Regions from separate parts of the Mus musculus genome. Here region 2 is linked to region 1. Evidence: chromatin contacts called from public HiChIP or PLAC-seq data. All regions are on one chromosome and are shown on one strand. Each heading gives the region's core, a stretch centred on a gene start, on an enhancer-like site or on the middle of the called end of the contact. The rest is flanking DNA. Distances are from core to core; before and after follow the strand shown. Region 1 overlaps Dennd1a (DENN/MADD domain containing 1A). Region 2 overlaps Psmb7 (proteasome (prosome, macropain) subunit, beta type 7).

What was found. HiChIP or PLAC-seq counts read pairs in DNA pulled down with a chosen protein or histone mark.
Region 2: a contact with region 1 is called in an H3K4me3 HiChIP or PLAC-seq map of embryonic basal ganglia, with 6 times the contacts expected there. The contact joins two enhancer-like sites. A contact is called at or near these places in 4 of 39 promoter capture datasets (cranial neural crest, frontonasal cranial neural crest, maxillary cranial neural crest and 1 more), 2 of 115 datasets of contacts at active chromatin or transcription factors (SST interneurons and embryonic basal ganglia) and 1 of 9 other capture datasets (embryonic stem cells).

The regions. Positions count from the first base shown.
Region 1 is chr2:37,906,095-37,913,336 of GRCm38.p6, forward strand. All of the region lies in intron 13 of Dennd1a (DENN/MADD domain containing 1A), which reads right to left. Among named protein-coding and RNA genes, the nearest start is that of Crb2, 130 kb to the left of the region's middle. Within about 2 kb of position 2,832, at least 47 of the 459 cell types and tissues checked have an H3K27ac peak or open chromatin away from gene starts, as enhancers often do. A contact at or near this core is called in embryonic basal ganglia, where this site is marked.
Region 2 is chr2:38,618,267-38,625,508 of GRCm38.p6, forward strand. All of the region lies in intron 5 of Psmb7 (proteasome (prosome, macropain) subunit, beta type 7), which reads right to left. It also overlaps the pseudogene Gm13586. Among named protein-coding and RNA genes, the nearest start is that of Psmb7, 22 kb to the right of the region's middle. Within about 2 kb of position 4,500, at least 71 of the 459 cell types and tissues checked have an H3K27ac peak or open chromatin away from gene starts, as enhancers often do. A contact at or near this core is called in embryonic basal ganglia, where this site is marked.

The DNA of each region.
Region 1 (7,242 bases), core at 1,582-4,081:
GAGAAACTTCACAAGTGACTGGAGAGTCCTGAGTGGCATTAGGGATTCACCTACGTGGGATGGGTTTTAACTAGCACAAAGGACCCTGTAAGTAGGAACATTCAAAGGCAATTAGTTGGTAACAATATTATAAATAGAAAAGGAGCCAAATAAATGTTTCCTGGATATCATTAATTTAGTTGTAAAATAGATTCAGAGTTACTCTGATAACCCCACATAAAGAAGGCACTCATTATAAAGACAGCCATGTGTTAAACAAGAAAATGTAGACACAGAGATAGCTCTGCTGTACATAACCAAGATATTCCCACGGAGACAGCAGTTCTCAAAATATCATCCTCAAAACCAAAAGCTGCAGCTAGGAAAACAACCCCAGCACAATGCTAATCAGGTTGATCCTGCCTACTCATCCCCACATCCAGAATCCAGCGTGCCTCTAGCCTCTCCCTCTGGCTCTGTTGATACCCCACTGTAGGCCCCTTCTGAGAAAAGTGGCCATGGTGATGCTTCACAGGAACAGTGAGTGCCCAGACCCACAGAGAACACAGAGGAAGGCCACAGAAATGCCCTGGGGACCTTCTTTCTCTCCAAAGAAGCCTGATGACTTGCTTTTGAGAACGGAATGCTCCTGTCACCTTCACTACTGTTGGCTTCCCTGGAGTGAAAGCTCCAGGGTGTGTGTGTGTGTGTGTGTGTGTGTGTGTGTGTGTGTCTGTGTCTGTGTTTGTGTGTGTGCACGCCTGGGATCACAACTTACCCAAGACTCTAGCCTGTCTCTAACAGACTCATATAACCCTGGCCTCTCCTTCAAGGACAAGTGTTCCAGTCTCATTTCCTGGGCCAGTTCTAGTGGTCTCATCTCTGAGACTGAGACCACTGCCAGTGACTGCCTAGGGTATGGTCATGTGACTGAAAAGCAGTCAGTGGCACAGGAGAAGCCACCCAAAGAACTGCTAGGAAAACAAGGTCATGTTGCCACTGGAAAGGGTGGGGCTTTGAAGTCTGTGACACAGCCTCCTTGAGTCCAGGTAGTATGGCTGACAGGGTGGACTGGAAGACCGGAGGGCAGAATTAGGCTCATGGTGTTAGCAGCAAGGTGTTGACAATTAGTCAAGAACTGATTTGATGACCACCACTGGCTGTGTCAAGACTGCTCACAGCAATGCAACAGAAACCTCTGTACATTTCTCTGTCCCTCTTCCATTCAATAAAACTAGTTTGAATCAATGCCTCGGACTGGTTAAAGTGTACTATTAAGAATTAAAGAAAGGACCTTGTTGCTAGTGTTCTTATCTCGATGAGAACAGGCCAGTTTGTTCACCTTCCACCCTTTATTATACAAACATTTTTTAAAAAAGCAGAAAATAAAGAAAAAAATTCAATATGATTCTCCTGCCCTAATGTAGGTCAAGCCTTCCCTATCCCCTGGAATGGCTAAAAGAGATATAGGCCCTACTGCCTACATGCCACCCTGAGCTTTGGGGGAAGCACACTGTAGGTTCAAATTAACTTTACAAATACCCCAGGAATAGGAAGAAAAGCTTACACTGGCTACCACGCTTCCTGGAACACTGACAGGCAAGTTTTCAAATGCATATGGAATATTCACTTTCAAGTAAACTCATGGAAGGCAGCCTTGTGGTAAAAGGGCTTTAGTGTCTAACTTGGCTCTGATACCCACACTATAATCATTATGAGCTAGAATAAAAATCTACTTTAAAAAAAAAAAGATCAAGAGAGGGCCACATTGACACTTTGGTGCTTAAAATTTTCCTTCAATAGGGTTCCTTGGCTCTTGTGGGGACTGAGGCAGGGAAATCACAGTTTGAAGTCAACCTGACTATAGTACTGAGATTTTTTTTTTTAAGATTTATTTATTTATTATATGTAAGTACACTGTAGTTGTCTTCAGACACACCAGAAGAGGGAGTCAGATTTCGTTATGGATGGTTGTGAGCCACCATGTGGTTGCTGAGATTTGAACTCAGGACCTTCGGAAGAGCAGTCGGGTGCTTTTACCTGTTGAGCCATCTCACCAGCCCCCCAGTATTGAGATCTTATCTCAAACAAAAACAAAAGAAATAAACAGAAACAGGCCACCTAAGCCTGATCTCTTTACTGGGAGACAGTGTGTCAGTAGAAAGGGCACAGGCTTAGGATCAATCAGGTTAGTGCCTAGTTAAGTCATACATGCCCAGGCTACAAAGGTTCACAATAAATATCTGTGCTTCTGTTTCCTCACTAGTCATGGTTCTGAAATACTGGCTCCCTTATCTTCACCCCATGAACAATGTCCTGGTGAACTAAGTGATCCATGGGAAATACCCAGCTCACTGCCTGACACGCTAGAAGGTACCGAAACCACCAGCGTCCCCTCCCCCAAGCTGGTTCTCCCCAGTCCTGCTGAGGGTAAAGCCAGAAGTTCTTACTACACAATTCACAGGGTCCTCATGGCAGGAGGCCACAGGAATGGTACAGCTGGATTTAAAAAGATGACTAAATTATCCAACAATGGCAAATACATATAATAAACCTATCCCATGAGTGTTTTATTTGGTTTCAAGGCCCTGCTGAGCCCACATCCTGCTATCCCCTTAAACCTGGGGTCTGCAAGGCTTCTCACACAGGGAAAATTGGTGGTGCCCTCTCTCCCACTCAGACTTGCTTCTTGTGCCCTCTGCCCAAGGATGGCAATGTCACAAGGGCAAGGGAGCTGCACAATGCCCAGAGATTTATGAAAATACGCATGAGAAAGAGGGAGTGCTGTGTGGAGCGTGTCATGTGGGCAGGCCTGGTGCATGGGAGCAATTAGAGCCAGTTTGCAACAACTCAGTGCTGCTCTATTCAATTGCTTAAAGAATTGCCATGGCAACAGCAGCCACACATAGTAAAGTGGCAGCAAGATGGAGCAAACACTTGAAAAAGACTCTCTCGTTAACCCTCCTCCCTTCCCCAAAACGAATAAAGGGCCATTTTGCTTCTCTGAAATGGCCTTCCAATCAATGTCCACACTTTATACCAAAGTGGGTGACCAATGCCCATCCTCATTTTTGCCTTCTTGCTTTTATTTTATTTTAGGTATTAACGATGATAGCAGCCTTTTAATGAGCTCCTACTATGTCCTGGGCCCTGGGCTGGTGAAAATATCATTTAATGATTCCACCAGCTGGCATTACTGTGTGTAACTGTATCTGCACTGGGGACAATCAAAGTCCTGGATACCATCCCTGAAGGCTAGAGAGATGGAGTCACAGCACAGTTGCTTGAGAGGGTCAGCTTTAGTTGAGCCTTAAACCAGCATCTCACAAGCCCAGTTGTGTGCTAGGGACACAGATGACTAGGAAGTTCTTCCCCTCAGAAAGATCATCCAGTGGAGGAAACAGGCAAGATGTCCATGAGGAGGATACCACCTCCCATCAGCTGATGGGTAATCTGTTAGCTCTGTAGCCATACAAGTGATAGCACAAGGAACTGAGTGCTTAGACTGAGTTCCAGCAACATGCCCTGTGCTTTGTGGAGCATTTTACAATCCTGTCAAGAGCACCTCTCAAGACCATAGAAGGCAGTGCTTATTCATGGGTGGACTAAGATGTGGAATCAAACCTCACACAACTGTGACTTGCCTGAATCCAAGTCACCCTGATAACACACTTGTAGTGTTTACTCTGTTGTAGCTTCTGGCAGAAGGGTTGCAGTTTAGGTACATAGCTTATTCCTGGAACAGGACATTTGAAGCCAAGAGGCCCTTTGTGATCATAAAATTAGCCACAAAAAGGGCCAGTGAAAACCTGAGTGGCTGTTGCCGAAGCGCTCTGAGCAAAGGGCTCTCTGTTCCCCTTGTCCCCTCAGTGTGTGAGACAGGTTCAGGGGCCATTCTGGTGTGCTCCACATAACTGACATCATAGTGAATAGTGACTGGTCTCTCAGGCTAGAAGTCTGAGCTCTTCTGAGGTGACCACAGTTAAGTCATGAGACTCCATGAATGAGGAAACTCTTCATTCAGTCAGCTCTTTGTTCTTGAAGAAGCAGCAAGATAAAGGTGGGGACTAGAAGATGCAGTGAGGGAAAAGGAGAATGAAGGATCCACAGGCATTATGTGGGTGGAGTCACGCAACCATAATGGGCTGCCTTGGCACTGACTGACTGGTGTCTGTCTGAAGAAGGCTGCTCATGTCAACCTTGTCATGGGGCCTCTGACATAGCTACACATAGTAGGCATTCAAAAATGGTATTTGGATAAATAGACAAACCCCTCAAAAATATGCTTGAAACACAAAGAAAGGAGTCCAAATCTGTTTCAGTTTTGCCTGTGGGCTTGATGGCCTGGCTTGCTGTGGGGATAAAGTCAGTATGCACCTAGACATAAAGGTTGAAGGTCCACAGCGAATACAAACAAGCAAAGGCACTGAGGTGTAAGGCAATAAGTAGTGGAAAATACAGGCTAGATGCACCCTGTCTTCAACTGTTTGGAGGCCACCAATCACATGCTCACAATACACTGCTTGACAGATCAAACACATTAAGTGCAGAGTTTTCAATGTGTCACCCATGGGTAAATAGTCAGCCTTCTGAGAGAGGAATGGATGGACCTTCTGTCCTGTTTCTACAAGAAACACCTCAGACTGATGGAGGGCTCAGGCTGAGGTGGGAGTGGGAGTGGCTGTGATAGTTGTTGGCACCTGCTGTGGAAACTGAGGAGCAAAACCAAGTGTGTACCTCCAACATAGTTACCTTGCAAGAGAAAGCTGGTCATTTCAGCCTAAAATTTTGCACAGAGAACTATCCTGTAACTGGGAAAAGGATAAACAACTAACTACCATACAGCTTGTATTGTTTAGCCTCTTAGACACCGGTTTAAGAGAGGAAATGTTACTTACTTGTCTCATAGATAATAAATCTGATGCTCAGAAGAGGTGTGTATCTAGGTCATACTTTCCGGAGCAGTAGAATAAGGATCTGAAGCCAGGCAAGCCTCCCACTTACCCATGTGTATCAGTCAGAGTAGTGGCAAGGGTACCTAGGCAGTGGGGCAACCTTCAGAAAGAGCTCTGTGTTGGTGAGTAGTGCTCACTACTATTAGGGAGAATTCACCTGGAGCCCCAGTGGCCTCTGAAGGGTATCTGTGGAAGCCATGCCACCATAAAAATGCCACGGGACAGCACGCCATCAGAGCAGCACTCACCAATTTACGTGAGTAGGTGGCAGACAAATACAGCTAGCCAAGGTATCTTTAGTAGGACCCCTCTTTAGCTAATGGCCAATTCTTACCAATAACTGAACAATAATCACAGGAGCCACAGGGCAAATGGATTTAAGAACATGTGTCAAGCACAGGCCAAAACAAGGTACACTAGGGGCTGGAGAGATGGCTCAGTGGATAAGACTGCTCTTCTGCAGGTCCTGAGTTCAATTCCCAGAAACCACATGGTGGCTGACAATCATCAGTAACAAGATCTGGTGCCCTCTTCTGAAGTGTCTGAAGACAGCTACAATGTACTTACATAAAACAAATAAATAAATCTTTAAAAAAAAATTGTCATGTAGGCTGGGCTAGCTGGTATGTGAGCTCCCAACATCCCTTCTCTCTCTTTCTTTCTGCCTCCCATCTTAACACTGCTGTTTGTGTGTGCCCACACACACCATAACAACCAGGTTTAAAAAGTAATTTATTATTTATTTTTATTTTATGTACATTAGTGTTTTGCCAACATGTATGTCTGTGTGAGGGTGTCAGATTCCCTGAAGCTGGAATTACAGACAGCTGTGAGCTGCCACGTGGTGCTGGGAATCGAACCCTCATCCTTTGGAAGAACAGCCAGTGCTCCTAACTGTTGAGCACCTCTCTAGTCTCTACATTTAGCTTTGTATGTGTGTTCTGAAGATCTGAACCCCAGTCTTCATGGCTTATAAGGCAGTGATTTATAGACTAAGCCATCTTTCTAGTCCAAGTTGTTGCTTAGTCTTCCCCCATGGGCTGAGGTGTTCTCTGGGTTTTCATCTCACTCCGCTGGATATAGCTTGCTGACTTTCTTGTCAATTCCTCTTTGCTGGTTCTTTGTGTTTCCTTCTTGGCTTCATGCACTCTCTTTGGTGAATTAGCATCTAGACATCTGACACCTCTTAAACCTAAACCCCACCCCTACCCCAGACACATACCTAAGTTTTCAAAGGGAAAGCTTTTGGTTACCAACTGATGGGTCCCATCAACACAAGTAAAGTTGATGTCCTTCCCCTTTTACCTGTGTGGATGGAAAAGCCCCGCCCAGTCACTGGAGTGGGCCTTGCTTTGCTTTTCTCACTTGCTTTACTATTACCAACCCTCAACTCTGTGGCTGGCATGCTTTGTCTGGAATGTCAGCTCCTCTTCTGTAACTCCAAGGCTACCACCTATCTTTCAGGTTGCTGTGGGTGTTGAAGGAGAAGACCCATGACTGTGCCCGCCACTCTGCCTGTTGCATAATAGGTCTGGAAAATGCCTCAAAATTAAATGAAAACACCTAATTATTCAGAAATCACATTCTGAGGAGCATGAGCAGTGCTGACTGCCAGGACACGTGACCACGCTCCACCTACAGTGATGAAAGGGAGCCATGAACTCAGTATCAAAGCCATTCCCTGCAAAGGAGATGATTCCCCCAACGATGTTAAATTAGGGGACTAAGTTTCCCATGTTATTCTCATTATGTTCCTAACAAGCCACCAAGATGACGGGACCATTCTTTTCCTAGGCCTCTCTTCAGGCACGTTCTTCAGGAAAACCAATATTGTTTATTTTCCTCAGGATACTTGACAGAAATAGATAAAAAAGAAATAGCTGCCATACATTTATGGCTGGAACAACAACAGAATTTTTCTACAGGCTTCCAAGAAACCAGAGCTCCTAGAACATGCTCGTCATCCTCAGCTACTCTCTGACTCTGTCCTTGTCACCCGACTCCTAAATTTTCTTCCTCAATGGATTCTGCTTCTTCCTTACTATTGAGACAGGGTCTTACTATGTAGTTCAGGCTAACCTAGACTCAAGGTCCTCCTTTGCCAGTGCTTTCGGCCTTAGAGACATGCACCACTATATGGGCATGGCCTCTGTCTCTCCAGACTGCCTACAGCTGGCCTCTTTGCTTCACTGCCATCACGATTCTTTCCAGGGCTGAGGAACAGTTTGTCTTCCTGTTGACCTCTACCTAGGATTCATCTCGTTACAGACAGCAATGATGACATTCTCAAGGTGAAAATGTTCTCTGA
Region 2 (7,242 bases), core at 3,250-5,749, 710 kb after region 1:
AAGGTCACATCTTCACCCAAGATTTTAAATGAAGTATCTGTTCTTGTAAGTCAAAAGTCACTGGCTTAAAAAAATGCTGTAATGTAAATTATAAGTGTTGAGACTAAAAAAGAAAATTATAAAATGCAGAATATTAATAATAGAAAAACATCACACAAAAACATCATTTCCAAAGATACAACAGTTTATAAGCTGAAAGACAGATACACAGTTAGAAAAGCAAATTGTAAAAAAGTAGCCATTGTCGGCCTTTAAATTAACAAAGATTAAAAAGAGTAACAATTAGCATCAACAAAAATGTGGTACAATGGGCACTGAAGCATTGGAGGGGCAGAAGGGGACAAAACTTTTCTGCTGGTAATTTAGAAATCAGAAAGAAGTTGTGCATCTGCCAGGAGTGGTGGCGCACGCCTTTAATCCCAGCACTTGGGAGGCAGAGGCAGGTGGATTTCTGAGTTCGGGCCAACCTGGTCTACAAAGTGAATTCCAGGACAGCCAGGGCTACACAGAGAAACCCTGTCTCAAAAAAACCAAAAAGAAGTTGTGTATCCCCACCAAGCCCTCCTACAAGGGAGCTGCTCTAAGAAACAAAGTCCTATACATAGACGGGCTATTGTTTAGATCAGCAAACAGCAGCAATAAAACAAAAACCTAGAGAAATCTAAAGTTCTAATAAGCAAGAATGGAAGAAATAAATAATGCAATATTATATGTACAAATCAATTAAACATGTCAAAACAGAAATATTTTCATTTGCAATAAAAAGGGTCCACAGGGAACCTTGAGGAGAGAGAGCATCTTCTATGGCAGTATTAGTAGACGTGCTTCCATAATACAAATGACACAAGGCCGCAAGCCCAAGAATCAAAATAGCTGCCTACTCCTGAATGACTATTTCTACTCTGTTTACTTGTACTTTATTTTTCTCTCCAAAAATCACACACTGCTTGTAATTTTAAGGTATAAACCTGGAGAAAAATCCAACATTATAAAAGAAAAAAACAAAGCTAGCAAATCACCAAGATCTTGCTACCATTACATGCAGATGCAGCAGCAGCAGCAGCAGCAGCAGCAGCACTCCTCATGAAATCGCCACACAGACTGGAAGGTCAATTCATGTGTGAGTCAAGAGGACCAAGAAAAGGTAGCAGTTAGTCACCATAAGTATGCCTGTCTCTCTTTAGCTGGTCCTAAGGAGACCTTCTTTAGGACTGACTGACTCAGAGGGAAAGTCAGCCATCTAATCAAGTCTAGAGCACACCACACTCATCTAGAAGCACACTCTGGCAAACAACAGCAACAATGGACTCATGGTCATGAGGAATTCCAGGTCACACTGACATCCCCTGGCTTTGTGGCTCTTTAGACATGGCACATTGTACTGGTCCCACTTTTTAAACTGGGAGATTGACACTCAGAGATAAGGAACTTGATCCAATCTCATGGCTCATGCTTAAAGCACATCAACAATTTTGAAGCCAAAATTTGTTTTGTTTTGTTTTGTTTTGTTGGGGGGGTGGTGTTGTTTGGTTTGGTTTGGAGTCTTCCTCCATAGCCTAGATTGACATGGAAAAGTGGTCCTCCTGCCTCAATATCATCTGCCGCCTCCCTGTCTCCAACTCCACTTTTCTTTTTTCTTTTGTTTGTATCTGTAGTACTGGGCATGGGACCTAGGGCCTCACACATGCCAGGCGAGCACCATGCCAATGTCCTACACCGTCCTCCTGAGAGTCACAGGGCTTTCTCCCTTCCACCACCTGTCTTACACAGGAAAGCCAAATGCTAAAGTCAAGGTTAGTAAGTGAGTCGAGCATTGAGCTAATGCTCACAGTGAGCCTAATCACCACACATCTGAATACAATCTGTATTGCTTTATAACTTTCATTTTACTTAAAAACTCAAAAAATATATTTGAATTTTAGTTAATGTTTTCAATGATTAAATGTATTGTTATTGTCTAGCACTGACACTTAGGCATATGTTCTTAGAGTATTTATATTACAATAGCCACATTTTTCAAAAATAAAATTAAGTCTTAATTTTCTGAAACCTCAGAAGGTACTTAACAGCATTAGTGCAGATTGAATAGCCTTTATCCAAAATGATTGGGATCAAAAATAATTTGAATTTCGGATTTGGGGAAATGTGCATACATACAATTATAATGAGATATCTTGGGATGGGACCCAAGTCTACACATGAAATCATCTGCTTCATATGCAACCTATACACATAGCCTGAAGGTAATTTTATGCAATACGTAAGGGGATCTCAGTTCCCACTGCAACCTGTCACATGAAGTCCAGTGTGGTGTCTACCTGCAGTCAAGATCCCCAATTTCACACTTCAGAGCTGGGATGCTCAACCTATGGTTCAGCCTAAACCTGTTTTTCTGTAAGAATTCAGAATAAATTCTGAACGTCTTGTGAAAACTCACAGCCATTTACTTGCTCTGTATGCTTTAAAATGCTTGCATTAACACAGAATGTATGCGGTTTTAGTTTTGAGAGGTATATTCTTTTATATATCAATGTTTGCTTAAATACTAAATCAAACGTAACAATTCTATACTCACTGTTACTGGACAACTGGAGAAATCAAAACTGAAAGGCTTCTCCACACTGTGCTGCTACCCAAGCTCTAAGAATCTGGCAGGAGGAAATCTGCTTCTTCTAAGTCCCAGGCTTAAACTCAGACTGATGCTCCCAGAGTCCTCAGCCCTGAAGCCATGTGTAGAGGATAGCCCCCATTTTAAAGACTAGAACTGATACTCCACTTGTTTCAAATGATTTTCCTACAGCACAGCAGCTAGTAATAAGTACACTGAAGATTTAAACCTACAGTTCAGAGGCTAGGAAGCCCAGGCCCAATTCCGAAGCAACTCGGGACATGCCAGTTGCCCAAGCTCTGTAAACACACAGCTACTCAGGTAGGGAACAGTTCTGGGCTCCCTGGCCTCTCTGGGTACATCACTCTGAGCACAAGGTACCATTGCCTCACGTTTGATCAGTGACTCCTACAGGCTGAGGAAGACACTGTGTACAAAGCTGAATGCTGGGGCATAGTCAGAGCTCAATGAAAACTAGTTATTGTAATGACTCAGGGACAAGCTGCCTGTCCTCCAGCAGTGACCTGATATACTCATTCTCCACGGGTCCCTGAGTGGTAGCTTTAATGGGAACCAAGGTGTTCAAAATTTCTTTTCTCAATGCCGAGAAGTTCTAAGAGACAGCAAGAAATGGATCCCCACTGCTTTTCCCCAAATCAATTTTACCAGATCTTCACAGGAAAAAGGGCTGCCTCTGCTAAGGAGCAGTCTGTTTTAAGCACCCAAGGACCTGTCTGCCACTGTGGTCTGCCAAGGTGGAAGATGTATGCAGCGATAAAGGAGTCACGCAGAACTTTCTAATCCATCAGTGTCAGCTCTTCCTGACAGAGCGCTTACTCACACTTGCTCATTGTTAGTCAACTGGCCACTCTTCCTGCAGAAAACCTGGTGCTTTCCACGGACCTATGGATGGAGGTCATTTTTCACTCCATTCCTGCCTCCAAGGCCTCGTCTCCTGGTACTGGTGCTTGCACCGAGGCCAACAATGCCAGTGTGTGAAAAGCTGATTTATGAATACAAAGCAATGCTGGTGCCAGGGGACTGCACTCAGCCACTAGAGAGCAGTGGAGCACCTCTCCAGGCTCAGAGAGACTAAGCCACAGACTTGAAAAGGTTTAATTGTATGCATGCATTTCATTATAAGCCTTGGCCAAAAGCTTTAGAGGCAGGCGGCAGGGCAAGCAATCAGACAATCTTGCATGGCTTGCTGAAATCCAGATTTGTCCTTTGTCAGCATAAACAGTTTAATTTGATGTTTTCACTCCTGAGTAAGCACTGAGTATTACATCTAAACCCTCGTGAGGGGAAGAACGCCTCCTTTTCATCAACAAATGTACTTCAATGTCAGGGTCGACTTTTAATTCCCAATAAATTATTGGAAATATATTCCCAGTTAATATGCTGGGAAAATATATATTCTCAATCATCCAACATTCTTCACTAAAAAACTAGTATCTCAAGCAATGCAGCTCCTTCTCTACACATAAATGTAAGAAAATATTTAAAATACCCTTTGAAGGGAACGGGGGGGGGGGGGGGGGATTTTCCTCACAATTGTAACTGTAAGGTCTCATGGACCTGACAGGTTATAAACACTCCCAGGAAAAGCTTAAAATCTGGGGGTATCTAGGCTTAAAATGCTAAAGGTTTTCTTATTAATGTATTGTGGTGACACACCACTAGTTATGGCAAGAAACATTCTCTTAAAACAGAGGGCCACCTAACCCCATGCCTATGGACTAAGATGGAGGGTGACAATTGCTACAGATGTGTCTGTCCTACTTCCTGTCCTGCTTGCAAGGGTTAGTCTGCTTTGCAAGTCTTTCCCAAGCTGCCATGAACCCTCAAGAACAAAGCTTCAGAACCCTCAAGAACAAAGAGGGTGTTTCTCTTTTGGTCCCAGGCACTGCTGGTTACCGTGCAAACACGGCCAAGTCCAAGAACTACACCACACACAACCAGTCCCGCAAATGGCACAGAAATGGCATCAAGAAACTCCAGTCGCAAAGATACGAATCTCTTAGGGGGTTGACCCCAAGTTCCTGAGGAACATGTGCCTCGCCAAGAAGCACAACAAGAAAGGCCTGAAGAAGATGCAGGCCAACAATGCAAAGGCAGTGAGTGCGCGCGCAGAGGCCATCAAGGCCCTGGTGAAGCCTCAGGCCATCAAGCCCAAGATGCCAAAAGGCCCCAAACTCAAGCGGCTGGCTTTCATCGCTCATCCTAAGCTTGGGAAGCGGATTCGAAGCTACATGGCCAAGGGTCAGAGGCTCTGCCAACCGAAGCCCAAGGTCCAAACCAAGGCAGGGGCCAAAGCTCCAGCTAAGGCCCAGGCTTCAGCTCCAGCCCAGGCTCCCAAAGGTGCCCAGACCCCTGTGAAGGCCCCGTAGAAAAGGCTCCTGCCAGTGTGAAGACAGACGGACTGCTGTGACACACCTCCCCACACACTATTTGCAGATGACCAGTGTCTACAAATACTACAAATAAACTCAGGCAAGATCAAAAAAAAAAAAAAAAAAAAAAAAGAACAAAGAGGGCAAAGGTTTTTCCAAATTGTAAGCATACTTGATGTCAATAATAAAACATTGTGCAAAATAGAAATCCTACTTACTGAAAAAAACCGGACAGCTGCAAACCTTTCTCTTCAGACATGGAAGCAGTGTACATTCAGAGAGGTAAAGGAACCTACTCAAAGCTGCACAGCTAGTGCCGGCAGAATGGGACACTGACCCTATCTCTGGAGCTAGCACCACCCTCAGCCTATGAACTACCCAGAAACCCAGAAAGCGACTTTCCACTTAATCTGACCTAAAATCAGAGAGTGAAAGAGCAGCAAGCACTAGGTTGTTAAGTACAAAGACACTTTGCTTTTAGCAGGTCCAATTTTGAGACAAGAGCAGAGAAAGAGGAATTAGTTAACCTCAGTCTCTCTGAAGTGGGATTTAAAGCAAAGAACGTAAAACTGAACACTTTGTTTAACCGATCTAAAAGTACTCCTGGCCAGGGCTTTTATTTGGTTGTGGATAGACTGAGTACTGAACTCAAAAAAAAAAAAAAAAAAAAAAAAAAAAAAAGAAGATAACATTAATTCAATACCTTCAGTATTTTACCGACACCTTTATCTACCCCACAGAACCAAGAACAAAGTCCACTCTGGTCAGAATAGGTTATGAACCGTCAAAGGCTAGCGGTATTACATTCCGTTTCAGGTAACAACATGAATTTTAAAAGGAAAAGTTTTCTCATCTCTAACCTAAGGACACCATCTATTGGCTTAGTACCACCTTTGCAAAAACCAGGAAGCGAGATACAGAATTTAACCTGCAGGGACTTTCAGCTCCCAGCTGTTTCCTTTTTGGCAATTCATAGCTACAGAAATCTTAAGATTCAAAATCCATGTGTTACACAGTTTAAATCTTCTAAAATGGACCTTACTTGTACTAATCAAAGCTTGGAAAGGTGCCAGAGAAATCTTAGCACACAGAACTGCACAGAAAGTGTGTTGGCACTAAAATGACTGCAACACTACACAAACATCCACTATGTGCTTCCCAGAAAGGCTGACACTCAGGGCACCCACTGCATCTTCAAGCCCACTCAAGGGGACAGGACCTTTAGCCACTCGTGTTTTTCTTTGGCCACAGATCTCATATAGCTCAGTCTGGCCTAGAACTCAAAAATATAGACCTACTAGAATCTGCCCACTTCAGCTTTCATAGTGCTAGGATTAAAAGCATACATCCCCACTTTCTAGCCACCAATTTATAGCAGAAATCAAGGTTCATAGCCAGGGAATTCTGAACTTAGATTTAAAGATACACTGACTCTAGAAATGAGCTCTTTTCACAGCACCTCAAAAAATGGCAGAGAGCAACACATGCAGGTGAGTGTACAATGCCCACACAGTGTGTACACAGACATAACATCTCAGCACCCTAGAGGGAGCTGAAGGATCAGGAGGTGTGGCCTTGACATTCCCAAGATTAAAAACTACGTTCATTCACAGACCTGCCAAAATTAAAGATACTATAATCACTAAAACCACAAGGAGGGTTTTGAAGTCCAGCATGCAGAAGTCTCCCACTACTAAGATAGAGATCCCGAAGTGAGCTCGCAGGCCCAATTTATAGCTTATTAGGGTAATTCCGGAGTAGGTGGGCTTTGTCTTATTCTGTCTCTGAGGACATTCCATTACCTGGGCATGGGGGCTTGCTGGAAACTGACTATTGTCCCTGCTTCAGGCCAGGTGACGGGGCAGTTTCTGATTAGCTACTTGAAGCCTGAGTTTGTGAGCCTAATATCCTGAACTGCCAATTTGAAGCCTGTCATGGAGCCAGCCTAGCCTTCTCATTCCCTCCTTTCAGTAATGGGCCATCTTGAATGCTTGAGATGTTTCTGAGGTCCCTACTCTAGCAGCTCCAGCCAGTCCTACGTCAAGGAGAGAACCTAGTAACACAGCAGAAATGGCCACCTTTTAACTCAATTGTTTAGAGGTGCTGGCTGGTTGAAGACATCAGCTTCATTTTTAAAATAACAGATCTCAGGTTCCAGGAAGCTGGATCCAAGCAGAGCTAGGCCTGAGGCTAGGATTTCCATGACTTCTTCCAGGGTTCTAAGTTACACTAAGTATTCTC